Regions from separate parts of the Rattus norvegicus genome. Here region 1 is linked to region 2. The links are chromatin contacts, called in public Hi-C maps. All regions are on one chromosome and are shown on one strand. The core of a region is the stretch at or near the end of the contact, and the rest is flanking DNA. Distances in the headings are between cores, read along the strand shown. Region 1 overlaps Hmg20a (high mobility group 20A). Region 2 holds the start of Hmg20a (high mobility group 20A).

What was found. A called contact is a pair of places that touch in the nucleus more often than the background predicts.
Region 1: a Hi-C map of the Rat2 cell line shows a contact between it and region 2, with 2.6 times the contacts expected there. The contact joins the enhancer-like site here to the promoter of Hmg20a in region 2. A contact is called at or near these places in 2 of 12 Hi-C or Micro-C datasets (the Rat2 cell line and liver).

Annotation. Positions count from the first base shown.
Region 1 is chr8:65,755,253-65,761,635 of GRCr8, forward strand. It overlaps Hmg20a (high mobility group 20A), which reads left to right. Exons shown (of 10, transcript NM_001108150.1): 2 at 5,528-5,620. The coding sequence starts at 5,532. Among named protein-coding and RNA genes, the nearest start is that of Hmg20a, 43 kb to the left of the region's middle. Within about 2 kb of position 3,014, at least 25 of the 93 cell types and tissues checked have an H3K27ac peak or open chromatin away from gene starts, as enhancers often do.
Region 2 is chr8:65,711,143-65,717,952 of GRCr8, forward strand. It overlaps Hmg20a (high mobility group 20A), which reads left to right and starts at 4,546. Exons shown (of 10, transcript NM_001108150.1): 1 at 4,546-4,816. It overlaps Peak1 (pseudopodium-enriched atypical kinase 1), which reads right to left and starts at 3,969. Exons shown (of 7, transcript NM_001108149.1): 1 at 3,839-3,969.

The DNA of each region.
Region 1 (6,383 bases), core at 1,764-4,263, 43 kb after region 2:
TGTATACGGATTGCCTCCCCTGCTTCAGCCCTCCCAGATAACCTGTCTTCATCTCTTCTCTTGTCCCATTTAAAAGGCTGCAGCGAGAGTCTTTACTCAGTCTCATTTAACTGCCAAGTAGGATTAGCAGTGTTCTTACCCTCGCTGTAAAACATACTAATTAATGCCTACAGCCTACTGAGTGTTCTCAGCTAAATATTCACAGCTAGTAGATGATGCTGTAGTAAGCCTTTGTACTTCCACTTCCTCCGCTTAAATGTATAGGCATAGCAAAGTCAGTTGTGTTTATGCCTACCTGGTTATGTGCCCCCAAAAATGTAAATTATACATCTAATTAGATATTGCTAAATAGCTAATGCAGTAATTTTTAAATGAATGAACTTTTTTAAGCAGCTTTAGGCCCACAGGAATAAATGAAGCAAGGAGAATTCTGTGTGCTCACCATTCCCACAACCCACAGCTGACCCCACTGTCAGCATCCTGGCCAGAATGGCACAGCTGTTGTAGCCAGCACAAAATTGGCACACCACTATAATTCACATCAAGGTTTACTCTTGCTGGTATACATGCAGTGGGTTTTGACAGACATATGATAATATCTGTCCCTCACTGAATTACCCTACAGGAGAGTTTCAGTCCACATTCATTGTTCCCCACACCAAATCCTGGCAACTATTTTTACTCCATGGGATATCAAATTAATAGACTCATGCAATATTACTGAATGTAGCCTTTTCATACTGTCTTTTACTTAGTAATATGTATTATTTCTTCTGTGCCTTGCCATGGCTTGCCAGCCCATTCTTTGTATTATTGAATAACATGCTATATCTGGTTATAACACACTTTATTTACCAACTGAAAGACATGTTTATTATATCCAGGCTTGGCAGATATGAATAAAACTACTATAAATACCCATGTCTAGCAGGTTTTATATGGACATAGTTTTTAACTCAATTAATCAAATACCAAAGATAAGAGTACACTTACTCTTAGAAGAGACTTAAATTTCTTCCACAGGATTTATCATTTTGCATTCCCGTCAACAGTGGGGATTACCATTGCTCCATGTCCCTGCCAGCACTTACTATAGTCGGTACTTTGGATTGTGGCCATCTAGTAGATAGTAGTAGTTTTAATCTGCAATTACTTCGTAACGTGATGTTGAACTTCCGATATCATCTGCCTGTCTTCTTTGATAAGGTTCTATTCTGCAAGTTTTGGTCCTTTTTAAATTGTTCTTATTCAATGTGGTTTTTACAAAAATTTCTCCCAATTTGAAACCTATTTTTCATTCCTTTGATATTTTCTTTTGCAGAGGAAAAGTTTTTAATCTGAAATTATGAGTAGTTCTACTTCCTTTTGGTAGTTCTATCAAAAGGGATAGCTCTCTATCCCGTTCTATTGTATGCATCTTTATATTTAAAGTGGTTTTCTTTGTAGGTAATTTATAATTGAGGGTTTTTTTTCATTTTTTATTGTATTTCTATTTTGTAGGAGAGGTAAGGGTGTGGATGTGAGTATACATGTGTCACAGTACTCATGCAAAGGTCACCAGACAACTTTTGAAGTTTTCTCCTTCTATCTTGTGAGACTAGAATCTCTGTCTCTGTCCCCCGCATGCTCCTGGCATGTGTATTCCAATAAGCTTCAGGGGCTCCTATTCTGACCTCTGGTCTTCCTGTAGGAGTGCTGGGATCACAGCACCAGTGGGTCAGTGTCTGTGGGTTATGGCAATCTACCTCGGGCCATCAGAACTCTCCCAACAGGCACTTTTGCCCATCAGGTGCCCATGTTGCATGGCTTGCAGGTGGAGATCATAGAACAACTCCCAGAGATTGGTTCTCTCTTTTACCGTGGGTCCTAGGACTCAACTCATGTCATCAGAGCTGCTTGGCAAGTGGTATTCTTTTCCCTGGTCCAGGGATTATTTTTTAAATGTCACCCAATTTCCTTTTTTGTTGCCCTATATTAACAAAAGCCACATTCCTCTTGTTATTACTTGTTGAATATATGTGTGTTTGCATGTATATGTAGTGCACACATGTATGCATGCATGTAGAAGCCTAAAGTTGACTGTAGGTGGCTTGCTCTCCATATTTTGTCTTGAGACAGTCTCAGTTGAACCCAGATCTTCCTGATTTGGCTTGTCTTAACCATCTTGCTCCAGAAATCCCATCTTACCTCCCAAGTGCTAGGATTACCAGCAACTGCCACATCTTGCCAGCTTCGTACATAGATCTTCACCTCACTCTTGGTAGGGAAAGTATCCACTGGGCCATCTCTCCACATACCCCCAAACCATGTTCCCATTATGACTTGGTTCCTCAAGAGAATGGGTAGTTAGTATGATTGATATAAATTTTAATTTTATATCAGTTATTAGATATCTTAAATTAGCTCTTGGCTAAGTGAATAGTGTTGTGCAGAATTTGGGGGCTTCCAAAGCTAAGGTGCAGACTCAAAGCATAAGCCTCAAAATAATAGGATTTTTTAGGACTGTAGCCAGAAGACTTGGGTAGGTCCCTCTGCCAGGAAGTATCTTGCATGATATTTATGTAAGCTGCAGTAGAAAAGCAAATTTGTGTATTTTGCTTTGCCTTTATACACATTTCTTTCTCCTTCCAGAGTAGCATTCATTAAATGTCTTAAATGCCTTGCATGGGATTGTAAAGTTCACTGTGACCTCTGTACTGCTACATTATTAGGCCCAGATGATGCACTTGAAGGACTTTTGGCATTCAGTGGCTTAGTAGCCATGATTCAGTTTGAATCACCCCATCATGGACCAGATGAGAGCTTCCTTCCCACGGGATCCAAGCCATATTTTTGAGAATCATTATATTTTCCAACTTTCTGAACTACTTTAGAGGCCTCTGGTTTTCACTGGCCTTTTCTTCATTTCCTTCTTTTGTTGATCTTGGCCCCTTTATCTTCCACCCACTTTATTACTCATTTCTTAGGGGCCTGACTGCTCAGTAACACTGAGAAAATGTATCTGAAGCCATATGGGTTGAGTAACACAAACTTAAGAGAGTGCAGGGGTGGGGTTGGGAGGGTAGAGAGTATGTGTTCTCTGGACTTCCTTTGTTTATGTGGTCTGTTTATATGTTGTTAAGGTTGTGTTATCCAGCTGTCTCCCTACATTTCAAAAACTGACCAAGATATCTGGGGAACACTCTTAAGAAGGCCATGTTGACATAGTGAGAGGAAAAAAAAAAAAACCAATTTGTTCTCTGCCAAATAATATATCCCTTTAAGAATGTGGGAGCAATGCCAAAAAGCTTCTGAGGCTCTTGAAAGGCCAGTGACTTCTAAGGGACACTTTTAGAAATAAATTTAGAAATAAATTGACCAAGTCCTTTTCAGGCTGGAGGATGTGTGACTGTTAGACTGTGCTATCTAAGTCTTTGTGAGGAAGGAACCAAGTTAAATGCACGTTAACACTGGTGTTGGTAACCAAGTACATTTACGTTGGGAATCACTCTACAAAGCAAGTGGAATTCTACAGTATTTGTTAGAGGCGTTCCACTGTAAACACCTTGTCTCGAAGAAACTGAAAATGGCTCTCAAGCCTTCCTGCATGTGGCATGAACACCTTCCTCTGCCTTCCAGGCTCTCTATGTGCCGTAGTTCCTGAGATAAGTACAGAGAAGCCTTTTAGTCATACTCAGCTATTTATGGGCCTTGGTCTGCTAAATAATAAATTTAGAAGTGAAATAACTAAGAGCTAGAAGTAAAGCATCAGTTTCAGTTTTTAGGGTTAAACCACTCCACTGAACATTGAGAATGTGGGTCGTCATCACTGCAGTTGCTTCCTATCCCCTGAATCCCCCCACCTCACCCCAGGATGAACACTGGCTCGCTCTGGCTGCTCTGCCTGCCTTTAATGGCCCCTCCCCAGCAGCCCCAGGACTGCCAAGGGCCCCCTCAGTGAAATCCATCGTTCCCTTCTCAATTCGCCACTGATTGCGGCCTTCTCTCTTGAGTGCTTTGCAGTTCCACTTAAGTGGCTGATGTTTGGGGTCACTATTGAATGTTTTGTGTGAATATCACTTTCGTGATGAATTGGCTGCTGCTGCTTTTAGCTGTATGGGGTGAAGCCCTTGGTGGTAAACCTTGAAAGGGAAAAATCCTTCTCTGTAGAGATATGCTAAATGAAATTACTCTCTTTGTCACTTTGTCCTTTTATCCTTGCAGTCTGATAACCTCAGGTTGCTGTGATTTATGTGTTTTCTTCAATTAAGCTGAGCTGTTTGCTATGCGCGCAGGTGCATGCTATTGGCGCCAGGGATTATGGCAGTGAAGTGGTGCACGTTTCTGACCTGGAAGTGTGGTTTCTCTGACTCAGAACCACATCAGTATGCCTTCTGTCCTCTACTTCCTTTACACTATTTCCCTTTTGAAGGGCTCGGTTTGTCGCCATTTAATCCAGGCATGATTCATGAGGGACTAAGAGCTGGTGATGTTGTAACAATAATACTGCATATAGTAATACTGCAAACACTTGCTGCTTTAGCCCTTTCTCTGTGTATGAAGCACTTTCAGCTTAATCTCTCTTGTAAGTTAAGTCAGCAGTTCTGTCTGTGTCTACAATGGGGACATGTTAGCTTAAAGTGGTTGATTAAATATTTTGCTCAAGGTTGCAGCGCTTCCAGGTCACTCCACCTAAAAGTCTCTACACGAAATGAATACTTTTAAAGGCCTGGGGAGATGGTGCAGTGGGTAAAAATGCTTGCTGCACAGACCTCCCCGTGGAAGGAGAGCCTCTGACCTCCACACATAAACCATAGCATTTGCGTGTGCACACACATACACCTGCATCTACACATGCCATGCGCAAACAATAGCAAGTTAAAGTTGCTTTACTTTCTTAAAGAACACTTTACAGGATGAATAAAAGATTTTCCAAAGTATACCATGCTTATTAAAACTGGGCTTGTTCACATGTATTTGTATGTGTGTGTGGTGTATATATATGTGGTATATTCTCATGTATGTGCATGTATACACACCTATGCATGCAGAGAAGACCATCAGGTGCCCTAGTCTATTAATTTCTAGTGAATTCCCTCATGACAGGGCTTCTTACTGAACCTGGAGCTCACCATTTCAGCTAGTATGACCTACCAGTAATTCCCAGTATCCCTCCAGTCTGTCCTCTCTGCCCCAGCACTGGGTTTATAAGTATGCCGCGGAGCCATACCTAGCTTCATATGTGAGTACTGAGGAGTAAGCTGGGGTTCTCATGCTTGCACACTGCCACTCTTACTTACCCACTAAGCCATTTCCTTAGCCCCCAACTTGTTTTTCATCTGCTTAGTTGATAAAGACCATGGTTAAAAGCCCTTTAGCCACAGAGTTTAAATTGATGTGTCCAAGTCAGAGAAACAAACATTCAGGTCAGTTTCTATTCTGTTGCTGATGTAATAAAGCTAAGAAAGGCAGGCCCTTAAATTAGTGGAGCTTGAACCAGAAGTAATTAAGCCATTAATTTCTTTTTATGATTCTTTCTTCCTCTCAGGGAGATGGAAAGCTTGATGTCCAGTTCTACCCTGCCGCCCCTTTCTGCAGATGAAGACGGCTCCAAGGAGAGTAACGGTCTGGCTGTAACTGGGTAAGCAGCTGCTCTGGGACACCAAACCTCCGCAGAGGCTTCAGAACACAGCTTCTGACAAAGTTGGAGGTGCTAACGAGGCAGTTTTGTTCCATAAGTGGTAGAAGGTGCATTTGTTGGGCTTTTCAAAGAGAGCTGTTGTAAACTGCTTTGTAATGTGCTTTTGGCTGCAGCCCGGTCCCTGTAAATTGGTACAGCCTGGCAAAGGTATTACCTGTCACACAGAACACGCTAAAAATCAAATGCATTTTCTCTGTAAGCTATGATAGGTTGTTCCCCCCCACCCCCCCAGACTTGTGTATGGTTTGTGCATGTGTGTAGACAGGTGGAAGTAGAGTGTCATTAGTCTCTCTCTCTCTCTCTCTCTCTCTCTCTCTCTCTCTCTCTCTCTCTCTCTTTGCTTTTTGGGGGGTTTTTGTTGTTTTTTGGGGGGTCTTTTTTCTTTCTTTTTTTTTTTTTTTGTTTCCTCTTTAATGAGTTAGCCAGCAAGCCCCCATGATCTTCCTGGGTCCACTTCCTTCAGGTGTGTACGGGGCTGTTCCAGGCATTTACACGAGTTGTGGGATCCACACTCTGATCCTCAAGCACTCTTAGCCACTGAGCCATGTCTTCAGCCCAGGTTCTAGCTTGACCATTGGTCAATGATACTTCAAGATGCCCCTGAGACACCACGGCGCAGATCCATGCGAAAGCATGTTGCATGCGGGGCACGTTGGGGTCGACTTTCAATTACTCCCTCAAGGCAAGTGACTAGAAGGCAACC
Region 2 (6,810 bases), core at 3,296-5,795:
CTTGCGCTTGCTAGGCAAGCACTCTACCACTGAGCTAAATCCCCAACCCCAACCCAATCTTTTCTAACCTATAACCTATTTGTCCAAATTACTGATAATACTTCAAAAATCTCTCCTACATCCACTCCTCCTCTCCACTCCACGTCACTTCTCATCAGGATTGGCTTGTTCATTGGTCTTGCTTCTAGCTTTACCCCTTTTTAATCCAGCTTTCACTTCTCTGTGAAAATGATAGGTCTAAGCCAGCTCTGATTATATTGCATGATGACTTGGGGATGGAAAAGTGTATTTTGGTTTTATTGTTTATTTTATGTGCATAGGTCTTTTGCCTGTGCTGCCGTCTGACACCAGAAGAGGGTGTCAGAGCCCCTGGAACTAGAGCCACAGGTGTTTGTGAGCCACCATGTAGGTGCCTAGATTGAACCCAGGTCCTCTGGAAAAGCCATTTCTCCAGCCCTGTTTTTGCTTTTCAACTAAAACTTCGCAGCCTTCAAGGTGAAGCTAAAATTCCTGAGATTGGTTTATAATCCGTGGATTTTACTCATTTGCCTCTGTTCTAAAGCTGTGCCATCGCTGTATAGAAAGGGAGTATATGACTGTAGCTAGTCTTAATTGAAATGTGATAAACTGTAAAAAATCACCAAATTCTTAAGACTTTGTATGAAAAGGAGAATATTAAATATCTTAGTATACTCTTTACATTGATCTCAATTTTTATTTTTTAAAACACAGCTGCTAGATATTTGAAATTACATACATGGCTTATGTTTCCTTTTTAAAAATACAATAGCATGAGGACAGATATGTTTCCTCTTTCTGAACTTAGTTGATTCATACATTATTCAAGATTAGCTTGAATAACTCACTAAGATTCCAGAACTTCCCCCACAGTCAAGAATCCAAGTCTGAGTCAACAAGCCTGCCTCTGTACTTCCATTCACAGGCACCTGTGCACACACCTGTCATACACCACACCGTATTATAATTACCGGTTACCAGCCAGCTCTCCTCCTAAAGTATAAACTCCTGGCAAAAGCAGTATCATTCTACATATATTCAGGTCCTACCACCAGGCCTAACACTTTAGAAGACACTCAAATACTTGTCTTCTGTCAGACAAGTGTGAATTTAGCCTGAAAGTTACTAGAATATTTGAATTTTCCAAGGAAAACTAGCCAGCAGGGAGGAAGCCTGTACCAGAAGTTCTAGACTGAGGCATAGGGAATCCTAGTAAAAGACAAATGCGAAAATAAAGTTCACATCCACACTTGCCTCTTACAGTGAGAGAGAAAGAAAGAAAGAAAGAAAGAAAGAAAGAAAGAAAGAAGGAAGGAAGGAAAGAAAGAAAGAAAGAAAGAAAGAAAGGAAGGAAGGAAGAAAGAAAGAGGATTTGCAAAAGTGATATGGAGCCTCAAACTCACACTTGGCATGCCAGGGGCCACAGTGCGGTTCCTAAATTGCTTTAACAACCCATCCAACAAAAGAGTATGACTTGGCAGGTTACAACACAAACAGCTAGAGCCCAGCACCTGTTCCCCTTAAATAGCACATCATTACGGTTAAAAACAACAACAAATCTCTCTCATGAAGCAAACGCTAATCTCATGATGCTTCACCATGGAGCAATTTAGAAGAGTTATTATATGAAGTGTGCCAAAGCCTGAAATTTATGGCTGATACTTCTTTGGCAAATATGGTTGGCACTGCTGGCTGTTAAAAGGCATGTATGCAAATAAGCAAATAAAAGTTTTTAAGCTCTCAGACTTAAATATTTACATTACCATAAATGTACAGAGATAAATGTTTATATGCATTCGCATAGAATGCATTTCAGGAACGCACGTTTTAATGTGACCGTCAGAAAACAGTTACAAAGTGGCATTATTTCTTTATGGGCCTCAGGACAGGCTCTTAAAAAATAAATTCTGACCGAATGTTAATGGGGTAGGAACATTACTGTGGAAGTTTTCTGCACTAGTACTAGACAGAATGAATAGGCAGTACCCTAACGACCCAAACAAGCTTATCTTTTCCTCTCACCAAAACACTTCTTACAACACTGGAAACTAGCCAAACATAAATGTCAGTCCCTAAATAGAGGGTGGGAGAAAGGAGGATCACAAATCAAAAAGCCTTAAAGAAAATAATTTGCCATTATCCCCACATAATATAGTCATACTACTCTCTCCCAAATAGAGACATGATAAAAATATTTTCTCTTCTTCCCCTTTGACATCTATGGGAAGGAGATCTTTGTTTTTGCACATAGTTTGAGAGCTGGTCATTGCCAAAACTCACTTGCAGTGTGGTATGAACTCTGCTTCCATTGTTAACTGCTAATCTCTGTGATAAGGCTATTAACTCCCAACTTGGAAGCCAAGAAAATGTACCTCACCTGCAATTATAGTTTACTGAAAAAGTCACCAAAGAAAGTGCCAGGCACTTTGGAAAGTAATTAGGGTAGTCAGTGAATTGAAAGATCTAAAATGCTCCGAGATTACAAAAGATACCATCATGAGGCTGAGTATCCAAGATTGCTCATGGAAAGTTTTACCCTTGTGGATAATTCAAGTTTGGGCTTCCTGGGTTTTGGGTTGTTTTTTTTTCCCCTACTTTGCAGAGAGCAATATGTGTTCTCTTGACTACATACTTAATTTGCTAAGGTAGGTAAAGGGAGAAAGAACACTGTGGCTGAAAAAAAAAAAAAGGAAGAAAGAAAAAAAATCAAATCAACAGGCCGCCAAACAGAATACTCAAAGCAAGCAATTCCAATTCAGGTGAAAAAGCTGCTCATGTACATCATCCAATGACCTAAAAATAGCCTTTTATGTAAGTCACCAAGTATTTAATTGAGAGTGTACTCTTACCACATTCAACAGAGGCAAGAAAAATGTACTGGGTTTTCTATAGTAAGGCCAACGAAGATGAAATCATAGTTTTCCTCTAACTCATCTCTATCCTTCAACGTCAGCCACCCAATAACTCCATTCCACAGCTCTGATTCCTAAATTTGGGTCCTTAAAAATCGGGATCTGGGGGAGGGGGACGGGAAGGCGGACTATTCTTTGATATTGCTCACAGTAGTCATTAATGTAGTCCAAGAACAAAATCAAGCTCTCCAACGGATGGAGCATAAGATGGGGGGGGGGGGGGTTGTACCCAGTTCAGATGGCAAGTCCTCTTCGAAGGAAGAAAGGAAATTCGCAAGACACCATAAGTCAAAGGGCAAAGGGAAAAAAAGAAAAAAAGAAAAATGACTAAACCAGCCTCTCAAAATCCCAAACCCCTAAGCAACCTAGGAAGCCTGCGCGCATTAGGGGCTCACTAGCCAGAGCGTGAAGTGAGCAGGCACAGAGCCACCGGTTCCGTCCCGACTGCCGCTGCAAGGCTGAGCCGGATCCTCCCAGGTCTGGGAGTGAGGCGACTACACAGACTAGCAGAAGAAACCCTTCCTGCCCCAGCCTCCGCGTCCCCAGGCTCCTCTAAGGCTTCACTTTCCTCTGGAGCCTCCCAGCCCAGCCCCGGGAAGTCCCTAGCCGCCAGGTTCCAACTTTCCCTCCTCTGGGGGGCGCCGCGCTACCGGGACCATCGCAATCCAGGGTAACGAGGCCTGGGCCGGCGGGGGGCATGAGAGGGCTCGCGGCGCCCGCGGGGCGCGTGGGTGGCCGGGGCGCTGCAGCCCGCGCCCCGCAAGACGCACCGGCTGCCGAGCCCCTGCGGCGCCACCCAGTCCGGAGTCCCCTAGGTCCGCGTCCTCACCTCTCGGCGACCCTGGCCCCATAAGCCAGCGCGCGTGGGAAAGGGACCTAGGGTACGTGGGCAACCCTGCCCCCGTTACCTGAGGGGAGCACACGCCGTCACGATATTCACCATTGCCGCCTGTCCCGTCCCCTTTCTGGTGACCGCGGACGCCTCCACCGAGCAACTGACACAACTAACTAACTACTCGCGGCCGCGGAGTCCACAGCGCGCTCCCGGCCGCTCCGTCCGCCCAGCCCACCAGTCCGCTTGCTCCTCCCAACCCTGCACGCCGCCCCGTCGCGCGCACTCTTGCCGCTTCACTTCTTGAGAACGCGCGCGCGCGCTCTCACCAAACCTCCGCCGTCTCCGAGCTCTCCTCTCAGCCCCATGGGAGGAGTTGACAAGAGGCCACGCCTCTCTGAGTGCCAATATCCGGAGAACAGGACCTAGAGAAGGTCTGATTGGCTAAGGGGTGGAGCCAAGACTAGAGGGCGGGGCGACCGGGACCTTGAGTCCATGTGACGGGGAATTTGGGTTCAATTAAACGCCAGTGGAAGTGAACAGTGCAGATTTGGGCCTTTTCGGGGCCGAATCACCTTAAGTCTGCCAGTCGTCAACTACAGAATAACTATTCTCTAAGACTCAGTATAAAATAATTACCGATTTAAGTCCCACTATTTTTTGAGCGCCTTAGCAATGAAAATGAAAACTACATTTCCCAAGAACCTTCGCGAAAGTGAGTCTCACCTTGCGTAGTCACGTAGTCCTTCGCCGCATTGGACAAAATAATCCCTTCATTTCTCTGAAAGTATCGGGTATAACATTTCACGTCTCTCCTCATCGGAACAATTCTCAATATTACCACGATAAAAGAAGTTACCTATCTGGAGGTGACTAAATGATTAAGTAAAGAGTAAGAAAAGACATCAAAATAAAGTACTGCGGAGGAATTTCTGTCAAGCTGTGAGACGACGGAGTGAAGAGTGAAGGCGATTGCGAGGGGCTGAGGGAATTGTCCTCTGTGCAAGGGACTTTCATTAGTCCCCAGGCCCCTGCCTGCCCCTACCGTCAGCAGGTTAGTAAGCAAGACGAGCATGGGGGTGGCCACAGTCGAGATGTCCTTCCCCTTTGAAGATCATCCCTCTTTTGCTGCTGCTGTTATTGGTTTGTCTTGGTTTAAGGCCCACTGAATGGGGGCGCCTCACTTCCGGTTGGGGGAAGGGAGACATGCTGTCATGGGGAGGGGGAACTATAACTCACTTCCTGTGTGGGGTAGGATGATGTTTGGGGGGTGTCCAAGCCACTTCCCGTGTTGATGAGAGCCAGAAAAGGTGTTGGTTTGTGCCATTCTCAGAGAGAGTTCCTACAGCCTTGGAAATGTGTTTTCAAGTCACGTGTTCGGTTATTCCCCCAAATTATGATAATCACCAGGCCACGATCAGAATTTATGTATTTTGTTTCTGTGTGTAAATTGAAAATTTTCTCCCCAGCAAGATTATCTTAATGCTTTCTCCAAAGAATTTAAAACACCTTGTTAAAATTCTCTACAAGACTACATACTTTGTTATGTGACTTGTGAATTGCCCACCCTTGCACCTAAGTCAAGTTTGTCCTTAACTGAGTGAAGTATGTAGTCTCTACCTAGACACAGACCAGGAACTCCTTACCCTCTCTTTTAAGGAGGTAGTTTATTAATTAGAGGACTGAATAGTTCACATAAATTATAGGACATTTTCATATTTGCAAAGGGAGAGAGTATCACACTGCAGAACTCTGATTTGATGTTACCTTAATAGAGTATATGTTACATACTTAGAACTGTTACTTTAAGATTGAAGGTTTCAACCTATATGTTATAAAATGGAGAACTACATCATCCACCTTAAAATTGTTTTTATGTAGTTTACCTGTGGTGTTTATGAAAGATGCATTTTGTGGTGTTTCCCCGTTTGTAATTTGAGTTTGTCACTGATTTTAAAATGAGGTCTATTTATGGTTTTAAAACATGGCAAATGTTGGCAAATTCAACTCGCATACTGAGTAAGAGGAAAATGTCTCAGGAAGAACTAAAGATGAGTAAGACAGAACTTTCTGTTTTTCTCTACTCTGTTTTAACAAAACAAACAAGCAAAACCAAGAAACTATCTGAAGTAATAAGCAACAGTTTTGATTCCTTGGCAGCTCTTGTCCAGCAACACAGTATACAAGTGTATGTTGGCAGAGTCAGTCTATTTGGAACTCTTTATAAAAACTTAAGCTATCAGGTGAGCCTAAAATTGCATTGTCTTCCAATATTAGGGTGCATATGTTTCTAATTTCATAGTTTGCACTTACAGTAGAAAATTTTTTTAAACTAAATGTGAAGATAAAAATATTTTAACTTTTATATGAACATTAAAAAAATATTCCTGTTCATTCTAGAAACACCAGGACTGGCATATATATGCACTCACAGAGACTGTGGCAGCATGCATGCACAGGGCCTGTACAGGTCTACACCACATAGGGTCCTAGAGGAGAAAAGAGAAGTGGACACATGTGCCCATCCCTAACCTAGAAGCTATATCCAATTTGCTTACAAGTGAAAAATTAGTTTTCTCCAAAGTAGTCTCACTGAAGAAACAAACCGCTCTTAAGTAGCCCCATGTCCAGCAGTAAATGACCATCACAGAATGAATTCGGCAAATCTTTGGAAGTTCAATGAGTTGTTTTTAACCTTTTGGGTTCTTCTTGTAAATGTTATGACATCCAATTTTTGTTTTCTGTGGAAGTCTTCTGCGTGTGTGTCTCTGCGTCTATATGCATTTTGTGTTCTTTTCCTTGTTCGTTTTGTCCTATTCTGATATCGTATTTTATTTTATTATTCCTTAGATGCCGTTTGTTTTCTAGTAAAGACAGAAAGGGGTGAATTCAAATAAGAGAGGAGGAAGAGCCATCAGCAGGGAAATTAATCAAAATGTGTTGTATGAAAAAAATCTATTTTCAATAATAGGAAAAAATATTCTTAGGCTGGGAGTACAGCTAAGTGGTAGAGCGCTTGCCAACTGTACATAATATGAGTCTCTGGAT